Linked DNA regions of Sus scrofa: region 1 is linked to region 2. A link is a contact called in public HiChIP or PLAC-seq data. All regions are on one chromosome and are shown on one strand. Each heading gives the region's core, a stretch centred on a gene start, on an enhancer-like site or on the middle of the called end of the contact. The rest is flanking DNA. Distances are from core to core; before and after follow the strand shown. Region 1 overlaps ARHGAP6 (rho GTPase-activating protein 6). Region 2 overlaps ARHGAP6 (rho GTPase-activating protein 6).

Region 1 (6,976 bases), core at 3,182-5,681, 210 kb after region 2:
TGAGGGGCACCCTTTGAGGATGAAATTTAAGCAAAGGGCACAGCTCCAGCTTAAGCAGCTTTTCCCAACTGGGCTTCCCTGGCATGGGCTGATGGAACCGTTAGGAACACCACGGTAACATGGACACAGGCGGTATTAGGGAGGCAAATTTGATTCGTGATTTATCTCCCTTGCGGTGGGACTCTTGATGATTGAAAATAAAACACAGTGTGGTAACCAAACTTCTTTCCTCTTGGAAACACAACCAGGCTTGAGCTGATTGGCATCCTACAAAAATAGTAGCATCTGCCCTTCTGATTAATATTCCCATGTCCAAGCAATGTTGTGCTATTAATCGAGACCCAGCAATCATCTGCTTTTGAGCTGTATAACGTAAAATAACAGAATCAAGGCCAATAACCCATGGAAATTATCCAAAGATATATAAACACAAGCCTGAAGAGACATCTCTACAGCTTGGCCTGTGGAGAAAAAGGCCTGGGGTTTCAAGCGGAGCCCTTCCTCACAGCATCCCCACAGTCTAGGCAGCCTCTCCGTGGTACCAGGACAGAGCAGCTGTAAAATCCCAAACTGGATACAGAAGGACTTCCTTGGCCAGGCCTTTGGGAGCCACCATTTAGATCTTAAGAAAAACCTGTCTCCAGGATAGAGATTCGGTCTTTCCAGCATTTCAAACAACAGGGGCTTGGTAGCTATAAAGGAAAACTCTAAGGAAGAGTATTCACTAGGACAGAGGAAATATACAACCCTTCCAGCACTGCGAGTATTGCTCTTGGACAATGCTGTATATCTAGATGCCTTAAAGATTTAAGGTGTCAGCTTTTACAGTTTTCGTTTTCAAAATTTATCTGCAATTATTTCTTCTCTCAGTTCCCCATCTTTGGAGCTATAGTAACAATGGCTAATCACACGTTTGCTTAGTCGAATTGGGAAACCAAATAACTTTGGAAAGAGTATGTCTTCCCCGGAATGTGTTAATATCGAGTTATTCATGACTATGGGGAAGAATTTAAACTAAAACCTGCTCTTCACATTAACAGACAAAAAGGGCTTGTCTGACTATTGAAACTGACTTCCCACACAGGAACCTAAGTGATAGCTAGATGTTACAATGGTTGACTCATCTTTTAAATATCAGCTCCTCCATCATCTCTGATTAAATATCACCTTCTGAAGGAGCTCTTCTCAATATTCTGTAATAACCTATATGGGAAAAGAATCTGAGCAAAGAATAGATCTATGTCTACGTATCACTGACTCACCCTGCTGTACACCTGAAACCAACACAAACGTTGTAAGTTGACTCGACTCCAAAATAAAATACAATAAAACTTAAGAAAATTTAAGAAAAAATGACCTTCTGACAAAGCTTCCCTTACCATCCTGGCAACTCTGCTCCATCATTCTGTTCTCTTATTTATTACAACCTGGCATGTTGTGGTTTTATTTTTAGGGATCGAGTCCACACCACTGTCGTGGCCTGTGCCACAGATGCGGCAAGGCAGGACCCTTACCCGCTACACCACAAGGGAACTTCCTGGCATGTACTATTTTTATCGGTTTGCTGTCAATCTCTCTATTCTGTGTAATCTCTAAAAAGGATGTATTGAATTATTCTATTCACTGATGTATCCATGAGGTTTAGAGCAGTACTTCTGTGTTGCTCATTTTGTATATGCTCAGTAAATACTCGTGGAATGAATTTATGGATGGAATCTGAAAATGGATACAGAATTTTGTGCGTGTGCACTTCGAGGGAGAGAAAATGGATAACTTAGATCTTATTCTGTGCAGATTAGCTCTGTGGTCTAAAAAGACTAAGAACCTCACTTATACATGTAAAATGCCATTTCATTATCAGCAGCATCATTACTGGCAATGTCCATAAATGAAAACTCTGCAGCTGATAAAATGCTCACTTCACTAGAATTATGCAAAATAAAGAGAAACTGAGAAAGCAATGATGTGGAATGTTTATATTTGACTTATTTCTTTGCCTGCGGCCGTGGCATACAGAAGTTTCCAGGCCAGGGACTGAACCTGTGCTATAGCAGTGCCCTGAGCCATAGCAGTGACAACGCTGGAGGCTTAACCTGCTGAGCCACCAGGGAACTCCAGAATGTTTATATTTTTAGGACCTGTCATTGTTATTGTAAAAATAGTAAAATGTACACCAGAAAGAATTCAATCCACACTAAATAATTTAGATCACTCCAAATTCTATTCTGATCCTTCCTATTGAACATATGGATACAGTGACCCACGCGTCATCAATGACTATGTACTTTTTGTCTGTCAAGGTTTCCCTAAGAGATTTTAGCAGGAGCTCCAGAGGGTCAAGTCTGGGTGGAGAACTTGGAGGAAGACCTATACAGACCTAAGTTGTAATTCTCAGCACCAATGGTTTCTCCCGGCTCTGTCTGCTTCCCCACCTATCCTGTCTGCTAAAATATAAACTGCATAGTCAGGGCTGAACGAGACACAGAAGTGAAACAATGTGTGTGCGCGGAGATAAGAATTCTGGATGAGAGCAGGGGTTAGGAGAGGAAGTCGGAGGACAGAAAAAGATCGGGTCAATGATGTACAAAACATAGAGACCAAATGGGCTCCAAGGAAAGTGATAAGGAAATTAAATTAGAGGGAAAAGAACGGGAAGACAAAACAAGGTCAAAACAGCCGTAAATAGCTACATGGATAAGAAATACAAGCAAAATGGTAAAGAGGAGGGGAAAAGGATTGTAATAACAAAGGAAAAACGAAATACGCAGCAAAGGAAAAAGAGAACATCAAAAAGGGGGTAATGACACATCATGAAAAGAAAAAACAAAAAATATGTCCATACAGAGGATTCCATAGGTGTAAAGGGATGCGATCACGCAGGGATTTTAACACACATAAGATCCAGCATAGGTAAATGTATCCACTCACGTTTCCTATATGGGTTATTACAAACCATTAAGTAGATTTTCCAGCGCCATACAGGAGGGTTTCATTCACCATCCTTTTATACAGAAGTGCGCATCTGTTATTCCCACCCTCCTAAAACGAATACAACTTCGTGCATCAACTATATTCCAATAAAATTAAAGTTTACAAAAGAAAAAAATATATATGTATATAAATACAGAAGGAAGAAAACGCAGAGGTGGTCACGCGCCGACTCTCGCCAACCTGGGGGGGGGGAGCGGTACCAGAAACGCCTCCGTTGACTAATGGGATGTGGCGGGCACCGTAACAGTGCCCCAAAGAGGTCCACGCACGACCCCCTGGAACCTGTGAACACGTCCCCCTACAGGGTAAAAGGACTCGGCAGATGTGATGAAGCGTTTGGACCTTGAGCCGGAGCCGTCACCCTGAATGATGCGGGTGGGCCCAGTGGACTCCCAATGGGTCTGTGCAAGTCAGAACCTCCCCCAGCCCAGGTCTGCCGGCGCGAGAGCGCGATGGGATGATGGGAAACAGGCACCAAGGCCCAGGAAAACAAGTATTATGAACACCAGAAATCTCAAACACACGCACAGGCGAGGAGCAAGCTAAAAGTATGTTGAGGCGTGCCTTTTTTTTTTTTTTTTTTTTTTAGGGCCACACCCGTGGCATATGGAGATTCCCACACTAGGGGTCCAATTGGAGCTGCAGCTGCAGGCCTGCACCACAGCCACAGCTACTGGGGATCTGAGCCACCTCTGCGACCTACACCACAGCTCATGGCACCGCCGGATCCTTAACCCACGGAGCGAGGCCAGGGATCAAACCCACGTCCTCATGGATACTAGTGGGATTCTCTTCCACTCAGCCACAACGGGAACTCCCATGCCTTTTGTTCTTAAGCTTCTTTTTCTTTTCTTCGTACGGCTGCACCTGTGGCATATGGAAGTTCCCAGGCTAGGAGCTGCAGCTGCCGGCCTGCATCACAGCCAGGGCAACAATGGGTCTTAGTCGCACCTGCGACCTACGCCACAGCTTGTGGCAAGGCCGGATCCTTCACCCGTGGTGGGAACGCCTAGACTGTGTTTTCAGCTAAGGTCACCGAATGAGTATGGTCATCTGGGTTCCTGGGGCCGCCTTAAAACTCTGCCCTCAGAGCCAAGCAGAGGGCTCTGTGTGATGCGCTGGAGGACAGGGATGGATAAGGGGAAGGAGGAGAACCCGTTAGAGTAGCTGGACTGTCCAGAGCCCCTTGGGACGATGCAGGCATTCATTCCTACACAGCTCAGGGCTCTCCCAAGACCTCCTGATTGCAGCGGAGTTGGCCAAGTAACAGCCACGATGCAGAAGCCGATGCCTGGGGCCAAGCGATGCGATCTTCAGAGACCTTGTGTTGCCAGGCGGCCTGCTGCAGCCCCTTTTTCTCTGCGCTCACACAGAGCAGACTCCATCCCATGACCTGTGATGAGGGCCTCACACACCAGTCTCATCCTGTGGGCAGGGGCCTCTCAAAGGCCGGAAGTGGGTAGCTTAGTCACGGCTCTGCTCGGCTCTGGGTGTAGGGTGGATGCGCGCTTCTACTTCTTAAAATGACGCTTCACACACTTTTAGGTTTTTATGCTAATCAGTTCAAGGGAAATGGCAGTTGATTCATGCAGGGTAAAACTTCACTTGCCTGGAAAGCTCCTGCATCTATTTCCCAGCCGTCCTTAGCAATGTCTGATCCACGATCATTCTAGATTAAATTCATCAGGGAGGGATGCTGCTTGCCCTGAATCCTCAGCCTGCAACACGGTTTGGCCTTTTTTTTTTTTTTTTTTCCTTCACTAAGCCACAGTAACCTTGCACAGAGATGATACAAATGGCTTAGCGAATTAATTGTTTAAATCCTTATTGAAATTCTACATATACGTGAGCCTGTGGGTTGAATGATTTATCCTTTTGACCACTTAACAACAGGATGAAATACTAATAAAACTAAATATTCTGCCACCAAAACAATAAAACCATAACTAGGATGCGTCGGTTTCGTGCCCTCATACCAGGAAATGATTGATGCTAAAGCTTCAGGCTCTAGTGCTGGTGCCTAAACTTAGCTGATTTAAAAATATGGTTTCTGAGGAGTTCCCATTGTGGCTCAGCAGTAATGAACCTGACTACCACCTATGATGATGTGGGTTCGATCCCAGACCTTGCTCAGCGGGTTAAGGATCTGGTGTTGCCGTGAGCTGTGGTGTCAGTCCCAGACATGGCTCGGATCTGGCATTGTTGTGGCTATGGCATAGGCCAGTGGCTATAGCTCTGATTCAACCCCTAGCCCAGGAACTTCCGGATGCCATGGGTATGGCCCTAAAAAGCTAAATACATATAAGGTTTCTGAGCCACTGAATCTGGATCCCAGTAGAAGAGGATCAGAGTATTTGTCTGCCTCCCTGGATGGTTTTAGTGTAGCCAACCCTTGTAGAAAACTTCAGAAGAACACTCATTTTTTTTTCCACAACCATAACTTAGGCGGTGAAGGAAAAAATAGACAAGTTAGAAAACTTTCTCTAGGTTTTACAAATAGTTTCACTTTCTGAAGTCAAAGGAGTCATTCAACACAGTGACTCTAACTGAGAAGATATTGTTGTCTTTTTTTTTTTTTTCTTCAAAATTTAAACAAATGTTATTTTTTTAGGTCACACCAGTGTTCTTTAAGGGATGAGGCAGCGAATGGTGCGGCACTGTGGCACAACTTACCTCAACACATATATTTTGTTTGACATTTTGATTCTTTTTTTTTAATTTTATATAATGATTTTTATTTTTTTCCATTATAGCTGGCTTACAGTTTCTTTTTTTTACTTTATGTAATGATTATGTTTTAATTTGTAAAATTTTGATTCTTTGTGATGCATCCTTGCCTGTAATGTATTCTCCACGAAAATCACATAAAACACCAAGTGATGAGCCATGTTTTGAAGAGAGACCCACATGACAGTAACTATTCCCCTGGTTGTCCAAAACACAATGCATGATTCAAACAGTTCGCGTAGAGAGTGGAAGATCTGTTTGGGGCTGTGAATAAATTACAAACTCAATGTAGTTCTCAATTTAGCACTCTGGCTCTTACCCTCTTCAAAAGGGACTTTTACTAAATTCAATGGTAAGTTTAATTTTAGATAATCAAGCCCCAGACCAAATCGGTGCCTACAGTGCATTTTTGTTAACCTGGACTGGGTCTCCAAGACTTCCCTCCTTAGGCAGGGAAAACAAGGAAGAAAAAAAGAAAAAAAAAAAAAAGCCCCCTAGATTTTCAGCTGGGCACAGTTCCTGGATTTGTAACTGTGCTGATTTCCCCATGAGTCACACTTGTTCCTAGTAAATGCCAGACTTTCCCCTTTTGGATGCCTGAAGAGAAACTTCTACTCAACAATGGAACACTGGAAAGTGATGAGGAAACCACACAATTGTGTCCAGCTCAATATGACCCAGAATGGCCTGGTGTTTTAGAGCAGAGCTTCTCCCTCTTGAAGGTGCAAGAAGGACCTAGAAGGTTTGTTAAGACACTTATCCTTGGGCCCCACATCCAGAGTTGCCTGTTCACTGGTTCTGGGATGGGATCTGTGATTCTGTATTTCTCATGAGCTTCCAAGTGCTGCAGATGCTGATGGTCCAGGGACCACATCTGGAGTAGCAGTGGCTCAGGGCAAGCTTTTTCAGCCTCAGCACTACTGTCATTTGAAGCCAGATAATTCTGTTTGGGGGGGTACAGATAAGCATTGCAGGATGCTTAGCAGCATCCCTCGTCTCTAGCCACTAGATGCCAGTGGTACCTCCCCAGCTATGACAACCAAAAACGTTTCCAGATATGGCCAGATGTCCTCAGAGGGCCACCCTGTTTCCACTGAGAACCACTGGCTTGGAGGATGGGTTCTGAATTTTAAAAGCTCTGCGTTGAAGTCTGGTTGAAGCATTTTACTACCCATGTGATTCAGGGTAGCAGCGTCCAAATTGTTCCATCATGAGTGGGACTGAGCGTCCCCCACGGTGCTGCCGCAAGGACTGTTTA
Region 2 (6,752 bases), core at 3,537-6,036:
ACCAGATGTGGGGGAGTCTCAGGGGTCACGACGAGGCCTTCTGCTCTCCCTCTCAGTGGGCAGGGAGCCACTGCAAGTTCTGAGCAGAGGATGCGATGACTGGTCCTCACCCTGGCTGGCGGATTGCTAAGAGACTGCAGGGAAGCAGGGGGTAAAACCAGGGGTGCACACAGACATCCACAAGTGCTGGCGAGGCATCCACAAGAGACATGCTCTAGGGGCCTGGTCAGCGTGGCGTTTGGATCCTGGAGACGGCCAAGGTAGAGACGACAGCCTTAGCAAACGGCTTGGCTGGAGCGAGAGATGCAGCGGGAGAGGGAGCTGGAGAGGAAGAAGAGGCAAGGACTTTGGCCTTGGAGGCCTAAGCACCAGGAAGGATGGGGTTGCTGCTCACTGGGGTAGAGGAGCTGCAGGAGGAGGAGGAGCCCGGGGGTCAAGGTGAGGAGCGTGGCTTTGGTATCGCCAAGGCCGGTGAGACAACCAAACGAAGGCAAGAGCGCGGAGGTGATCAGGAAAAGGATCTGGGGTTCAGGGGGGGTCCCGGGCTGAACAGAGACATTTGGGAGACCCGTGGGGATGCTATTGAAAGCTCTCTGATCCGATGCAGTGGCCTGGGAGTGAGAAGGGAAGGAGAAGAGAAAGGGCGGGGCTTTAAGGTCAAGGCTGAGAGAGTCTGTTCTCTTTACGGGATACATTCAATCCATTTAACAACAACTGATACTTTGTATAAACAACGCGATCCAACAGATGCGCATGATTCCATGGCTTTTTCAGAAATTAATATTCAAAGGGTGAAAACGAGATGACAGAGAACTCATTTAAAAAAAATGAACAGCAGAGCAAAAAATACTATAGGCCAAATATGTATATACTGTTTGTTTATTTTTTTAGAAGGAACCTCCCATGAGCAAATTAGGAAAACACATGTATTTTTGTCCAGTTAGTTTTATTGAAAATTTTCTAAGCTGAGACATGTAATAAAAATTTTTGCTCCAAGCCCCAATCCATTCCTACTAAGAAGAAACAATTGGAGCGCATGGCCTTCGGACGGGTGCATACGTGACAGTATTAGTTCTCTGAGTCTATGGTGTGTCTAATGATAAATTATCACTTTGGATATATTGTTAGAATAGGTTATAGGAAGTATCATTTAAAAATAACTTTCCATACATTAAAAAAAAAAAAAACTGTTCTGGGGAGTCCCTGGTGGCCTAGCGGTTAAGGATCTGGCGTTGTCATGGCTATGGCGCGGGTTCCATCCCTGACCCAGGAACTTCTGCATGCTGCAGGTGTGGCCAAAAACAAAAACAAGACAAAACAAAACAAAAACAGAAAAACCCCAAACTATTCTGCAATTCAGAGTTTTCATTTATTCAACTTGGCTTGATTCCCAGCCAGTTATAACAACCCTTGCTCGGTAACAAGTGCAAATAGAGTCAGTGCTATAAACCTATTTACAATTTCTTCTTAAAAGACCCATGATACCATTTTGGCTGGGAGACGCTATTTACAAATAAGTAAAAAGATATAGCTTAAAAATGTGGATCTGTGTATTGCGGGAAGGGTCGACAATATTTTGCTACGTATTATGCCAGACTTACTACAGTGTACATAATTCGTTATTTTAATTAATTAATTTCTATGCCGTCTTGTTACAAAATGAGTCAAGGCAGCTTCCAAAATTCACATGATAAAACCAATTTTTAAATAAAGGAAGGTTCAGAAAATTGGAGCCAGTGGGAAAATGAGGGTAGAGAATTTGGAAGTGACTTTTAATATTCACACAACAGCCCCCAGTGCTGTTCTCCCAATAATTCCTCTTACCGTCTACATTTGCACATTTCATTTCCTCTTATTTAACAAAAATTTCAAGCTACTGGCTCAGTTCAATTGGATGAGCATTCATTTTCTATTCATTTAGGTACTTAACAGAGAAACAAAAGCCAAGGGAAGGAGCTGATGGGAAGCAGCGGCTTTACATTAAGGGAGAAGAACTATCCAGGCAGACCATTCACGGATGCGTTTTCTTTTCAGCACTTAGGATGCTGTTGAAAGAATATCTGACCAAGAACTGATAGCGCCTGAGGTCCAGGGTTGGCTCTGCTGCTTATAATTATGATCAACCCTCTTCTTTAGGATTCTGTTCCTGCATCTGAAAATCCGGGCATCTCCTATCCGGCCCATTGGCCTTTATGCAGATGTTGTAGGGAGCAAAAGGCTAACAAATGTGAAAGTACTCTACCCATGGCAAAGAAGTTTAGAATAAAAGGTTTTGTTGGAAAGAGACAAAATGATCAATTAAACACCTAAAAAAAGAAAAGCAAAAAAAAAGCAACCCCCCCCCAAAAAAAAACCGAAAATGAAAGCAAGGTGGAGTGGGTCAATGTTTTTTTTTTTCCCTTGACTCACAGGCATCAATTTCTGCATCTTATCCTGTGTGCTGGCAAAGAAACATCACTCTTTTCTTTTGCTTAACACTTCTGGCGGGTAACTAGCTTGTGGACTTTCCTCTTGCCATGTCTGGCTTCAAGACCATTGCAGCTGAGGGACCACGAGGCTGCAGGCTGTAACTCTAGCAATTCGAGGGACAGTCAAGAGCAGAGACCTGTGGCATGTGAATGTTCCAGGGCTAGGGATCACACCTGAGCCGCAGCAGTGACAACATCAGATCCTTCATCTGTGGAGCCACCAGGGAACTCTGAAAATACTCTCTTTGTGACTGGATGTGGTAATGGCTGCAAGAAGTGCTGGAAATGACTGTTCTCACAGCGAGAGATGGCGGAGCAGGGAGAGTGTAAGTGCAGGTGAGCGGCTTAAATTGTGCCCCCAGCCTTCTTATTATGTGAGATAATAAATCCGGATGTTTGCAGCCACCTATAGTTGATTCTTCTCCACCTTACAATTGAAAGTCCTACCTGCATATCCATGACTCTTCACCTACTTGCTCACTCATGCAGTCCATTTTCCGTTCTTCCAGAACACAAACTAGGGCGATGCTTTCTACCCAACGGATGCTGAGCAAATGTTGGAATGGCTACTAATAAGGAATAATAAGAAAGAACCCAGGATTATTGGGCGTTACGGTATACACTGGTTATGGTGCCTTTGTCTAGATGCTTCTCTCTACTTGTAAGCAGTACCCATGTCAGGTTCTAGCAAAATTCCTGGCTACTCATTTCTGGAGTTGGAAAAGAAATTTCCTTTCCCAACTGAGGATCTCTATTGCTTTCTAACGAGTTCTTAAACTGCTGTTCCCATCAATATAAAAAACTCTAAGAACGAAAAGTATGATTCAATAAACAACAGGTTTTTTTTTTTTTTCATTTTTTTCTTCTGGGATTTTGTAGAGAGCGAAATGGAAACTAAGGAATAAGGTTGGGAAAAACACATTATTTAAAAAAAAAAAATCAACCAATTCTGGACACTTAAATGAAGAAACGAAACCCATCCCAAAGTCCTTCTTCACTGGCAACTTACTGTTTCAAGTCAAAATCTCTACTGGGTTTTAGTCGACTATTCAGTAACCTTAGATGTATTCTAAGGGTACCATTTATGGCTGTGTTTATCTGGAGACGCAACTCCTTCGATTTTCATGTGTTCCTTCAAATCATAATGCTATTTCAAAAATCCAAAGAACTTTGGACTCTCCTGCTCCAGAGAAAAAAATGTAAACCCTGTACACAAGAAGGAATAAAACTGTCACAATTAAAATCCACCCTATCAAATTAAAAATGAAACCCTGAATGATTGCCTAGGGTATAACTGCTAGGATGCAATTTCTTCCATAAACCAAAGAGAAGGAAAAACGCTTTTCTCCATTTATTAAGTCACTTCTGGTCACCACTGAGGGCACGTCGAAGAGCCCTTCCCAGGACCCAGCCCTGCTGGACTCGCCACGAGGGGTTTCACACCGAGCCACCACTTGGCACTGAACCGAGAAGGATGCTTTGCCTTTAAAACTCTGATACTCCCCAGCGGAGGTAAATGTCACTGAGAGTCACGAGGACATTTTTTTCGGCTAACAAACACCTTGAAAGAAATCACTTTGGCTGTTTATGAGAGCAGAAGCTCAAACACGGGCAGGGCTGGCTTAGAACCTTTGCGAAGCTCTGCGGTGGAGGCTGGATGAATAGCAGGTAAGGAGGTCAGGGTGCATTGAAAGGGTCGGAATGCATGAAGCTCAAGAGAATTTTCTCACATGCCTAACAGGTGCCAGGCAGCCTTTCTGGGCAGCTGGGCCACGTGACTGAACAAGTGTGGTCGAAGAGCCCAGGACTCTGCCGGGAAGCCCTGAGGGCGGATGATGACCCGAGGGAGATGGAGAGCAGCGAGCAGCCTTTGTGACATGGGAATGGGTCGAAGGACGGGAGAGAGCTCGGGTATCATATGCTTCTGCTCCCCTCCACCTGCATGTGTCACCAAGTGCACATGCATTCTGTCGCTGCAGACGGGGACAAGGCGAGCAGGCTCCGGTAGGAACACATATATTTGGACATCGAATGGGTCGGGGTTATGATCCGTCCAGAGAGGTGAAAGCTGTCCCCTCCTCCATTTCAAACTGCCTAAAATAGTCTTTTTCCTCCTCCCACCTGGCCAAATGGTTTTTTTCCTATCTGTGACATCACATTAAAGCATCTCGTCTTTTGTGTGGGGAGGCATCGTGCTGGCGAAACAATTCTCTTAGTTTTTGCATCACTTGCACGCGCTGTCTTGGCTGACTCCTCATGAAATGGTGGTGAAATTTAGAAGAAGCCAATGATGTGACCCCTGGCACATAAACAGTGGTTATTTAAAACACAGTGGTTACAGAAAAGAGGGAAACGGAAATCATATATAATTATCTGGATGTGTCAGTACGGGGTGGCTTCTTGTTTGATGACCTGGGGTACCGCTGGAGTCCTTCGGACTTGGCATGCAAAAGAAGCCTTAGGAAAGATGCGATTTGTGCCGGGAAAGAAGAGAACAGAGAGCAAAGCTTGGCTTCTGGGCTTGGAATCCTCATCCCAGCCTCTGACCCTTGCTCCCAGTAGTTCTCATTCGAAATTTCCCATGTGCACTAAGCTGGGCCCCAGCTCAGGCTGACCAACCAGCAGGGTGGGAACGCGCTGGTGTTCCCACGTCTCCAGGGTGCTCGGCACTTTTCTTCAGCCCACAAGGGCCGTGCCTTCTCTTCTTTTCCTCTCTCCAAAAAAGAAGCCCTAGAAGTGTCAGCCCTGGGACTCAGCTGACGCTTTTCTCCAGCCTGCTCTGAAGCTCTTATTCATTCCAAGAGCCACGATGAATTTTCTCTGGAATTCCCAACATCAGGGACGGAAGCCACAATTTTCGGAACAATTAATGTGTTCCTGATTTAGTCCGTGAATGCTTTCTGCCTTACACCACCAGTGACCCTTTCTAGATAGGCACGATTCTTCTCTTTTATTTCCAGGGTTCCCAGAGAGAGTATTGTTTTATGTCTTCTCATATGCAAATAGTTGTTGAGAGCAGAAACGGAGGCTTATGATTTAAAGGTTAGGGAATCTTCGGAGTATGGGCAGTGAAGCAACAACAAACGACAAAGATGCATTTTTTTTTTCTTTAGCCATGCATTATTGCAGTATTTTTTAAACAGATAATTACTCCATACTCGTTTTCTGCCAAGTATCTTCTAGGTGCTGTGGCTATTAGTAAATACAACAGACCCCCCCACCCCCGCCCAGCCTTCATATGGTTTGCATTCTGTTAGGTTCCAACAAGCATAATAAATACATTATATAGTGAGTTGAACGTGATAGGTGCTACGGCTGAAAGAAACAGACGTGCGAATGGCTGGGTGTCTGTATGTGTGGGAGCAGGTCACAGTGCTACACTGTGTGGTTGGGGTGGGCTTCATGTGAAGATGACACCTAAAGGTGCTTTAGTAGGGCAGGCGCCTGGTCAATTTCATGTAATAATAACGCAGTGATTTTTTTTTTTTTTTTTTTGGAGGGCCTAGTGTATGTCCGTTTCTGTCCTAAGAGCCTTATTTTATTTTCTTTTGGCCACAACTGTGGTAGGCGGAAGTTCCCAGGCCAAGGATTGACCCCGTGCCACAGCAGTGACCCAAGTCACAGCAGTGACAACACTGGATCCTTAAGCTGCCGAGCCACCAGGGAACTCCTGTCCGATGTGCCTTAAAATGTCATTTCTAATTCTCAAAATGATCCTGAAAGCTTCATTTCATTTTTTTTTTTTTCCCAAAAGAAGAACGAAGACTTAGGGGAGGTAAGTAAGTGTAGGGCCAAGATCATGGGACAAATGCGAGGCGGAGCAGAGCTCTGAATTCTGGGAGCTGATTCCAAAGCTCACAGTCTCCCCACCATTGTGGGAATTTCCCAAGATGTGGTTTCCTAAGGTGTGGTTAGGAAACTGCCAGAATGCCCTGGAGGTGTTCATTAGAGAGTTTACAATGCTGGAGTTCCCGGCCTGGCACAGCGGAAACGAATCTCAACTAGGAACCATGAGGTTGTGGGTTCGATCCCTGCCCTGGGTCAGTGGGTTAAGGATCTGGCATTGCCGTGAGCTGTGGTGTAGGTCACAGATGTGGCTCGGATCCTGCGTTGCTGTGGCTGTGGCGCAGGCCAACAGCTACAGCTCTGATTGGACCCCTAGCCTGGGAACCTCCATAAGCCATGGGTGTGGCCCTAAAAAGACAAAAGACAAAAAAAAAGTTTACAGTGCTGGGCCCCATCTCAGTACTACTCAGTTTGATTCTCTGGACTGTAGCCCAGGAA

Evidence for each region. HiChIP or PLAC-seq counts read pairs in DNA pulled down with a chosen protein or histone mark.
Region 1: an H3K27ac HiChIP or PLAC-seq map of alveolar macrophages shows a contact between it and region 2. The contact joins two enhancer-like sites. A contact is called at or near these places in 1 of 47 Hi-C or Micro-C datasets (embryonic fibroblasts) and 2 of 2 datasets of contacts at active chromatin or transcription factors (alveolar macrophages and skeletal muscle).

Annotation. Positions count from the first base shown.
Region 1 is chrX:8,140,355-8,147,330 of Sscrofa11.1, forward strand. The region is part of intron 1 of ARHGAP6 (rho GTPase-activating protein 6); the gene reads right to left. Among named protein-coding and RNA genes, the nearest start is that of AMELX, 88 kb to the left of the region's middle. Within about 2 kb of position 4,432, at least 9 of the 83 cell types and tissues checked have an H3K27ac peak or open chromatin away from gene starts, as enhancers often do. A contact at or near this core is called in alveolar macrophages, where this site is marked.
Region 2 is chrX:7,932,550-7,939,301 of Sscrofa11.1, forward strand. The region is part of intron 9 of ARHGAP6 (rho GTPase-activating protein 6); the gene reads right to left. Among named protein-coding and RNA genes, the nearest start is that of MID1, 30 kb to the left of the region's middle. Within about 2 kb of position 4,787, at least 1 of the 83 cell types and tissues checked has an H3K27ac peak or open chromatin away from gene starts, as enhancers often do. A contact at or near this core is called in alveolar macrophages, where this site is marked.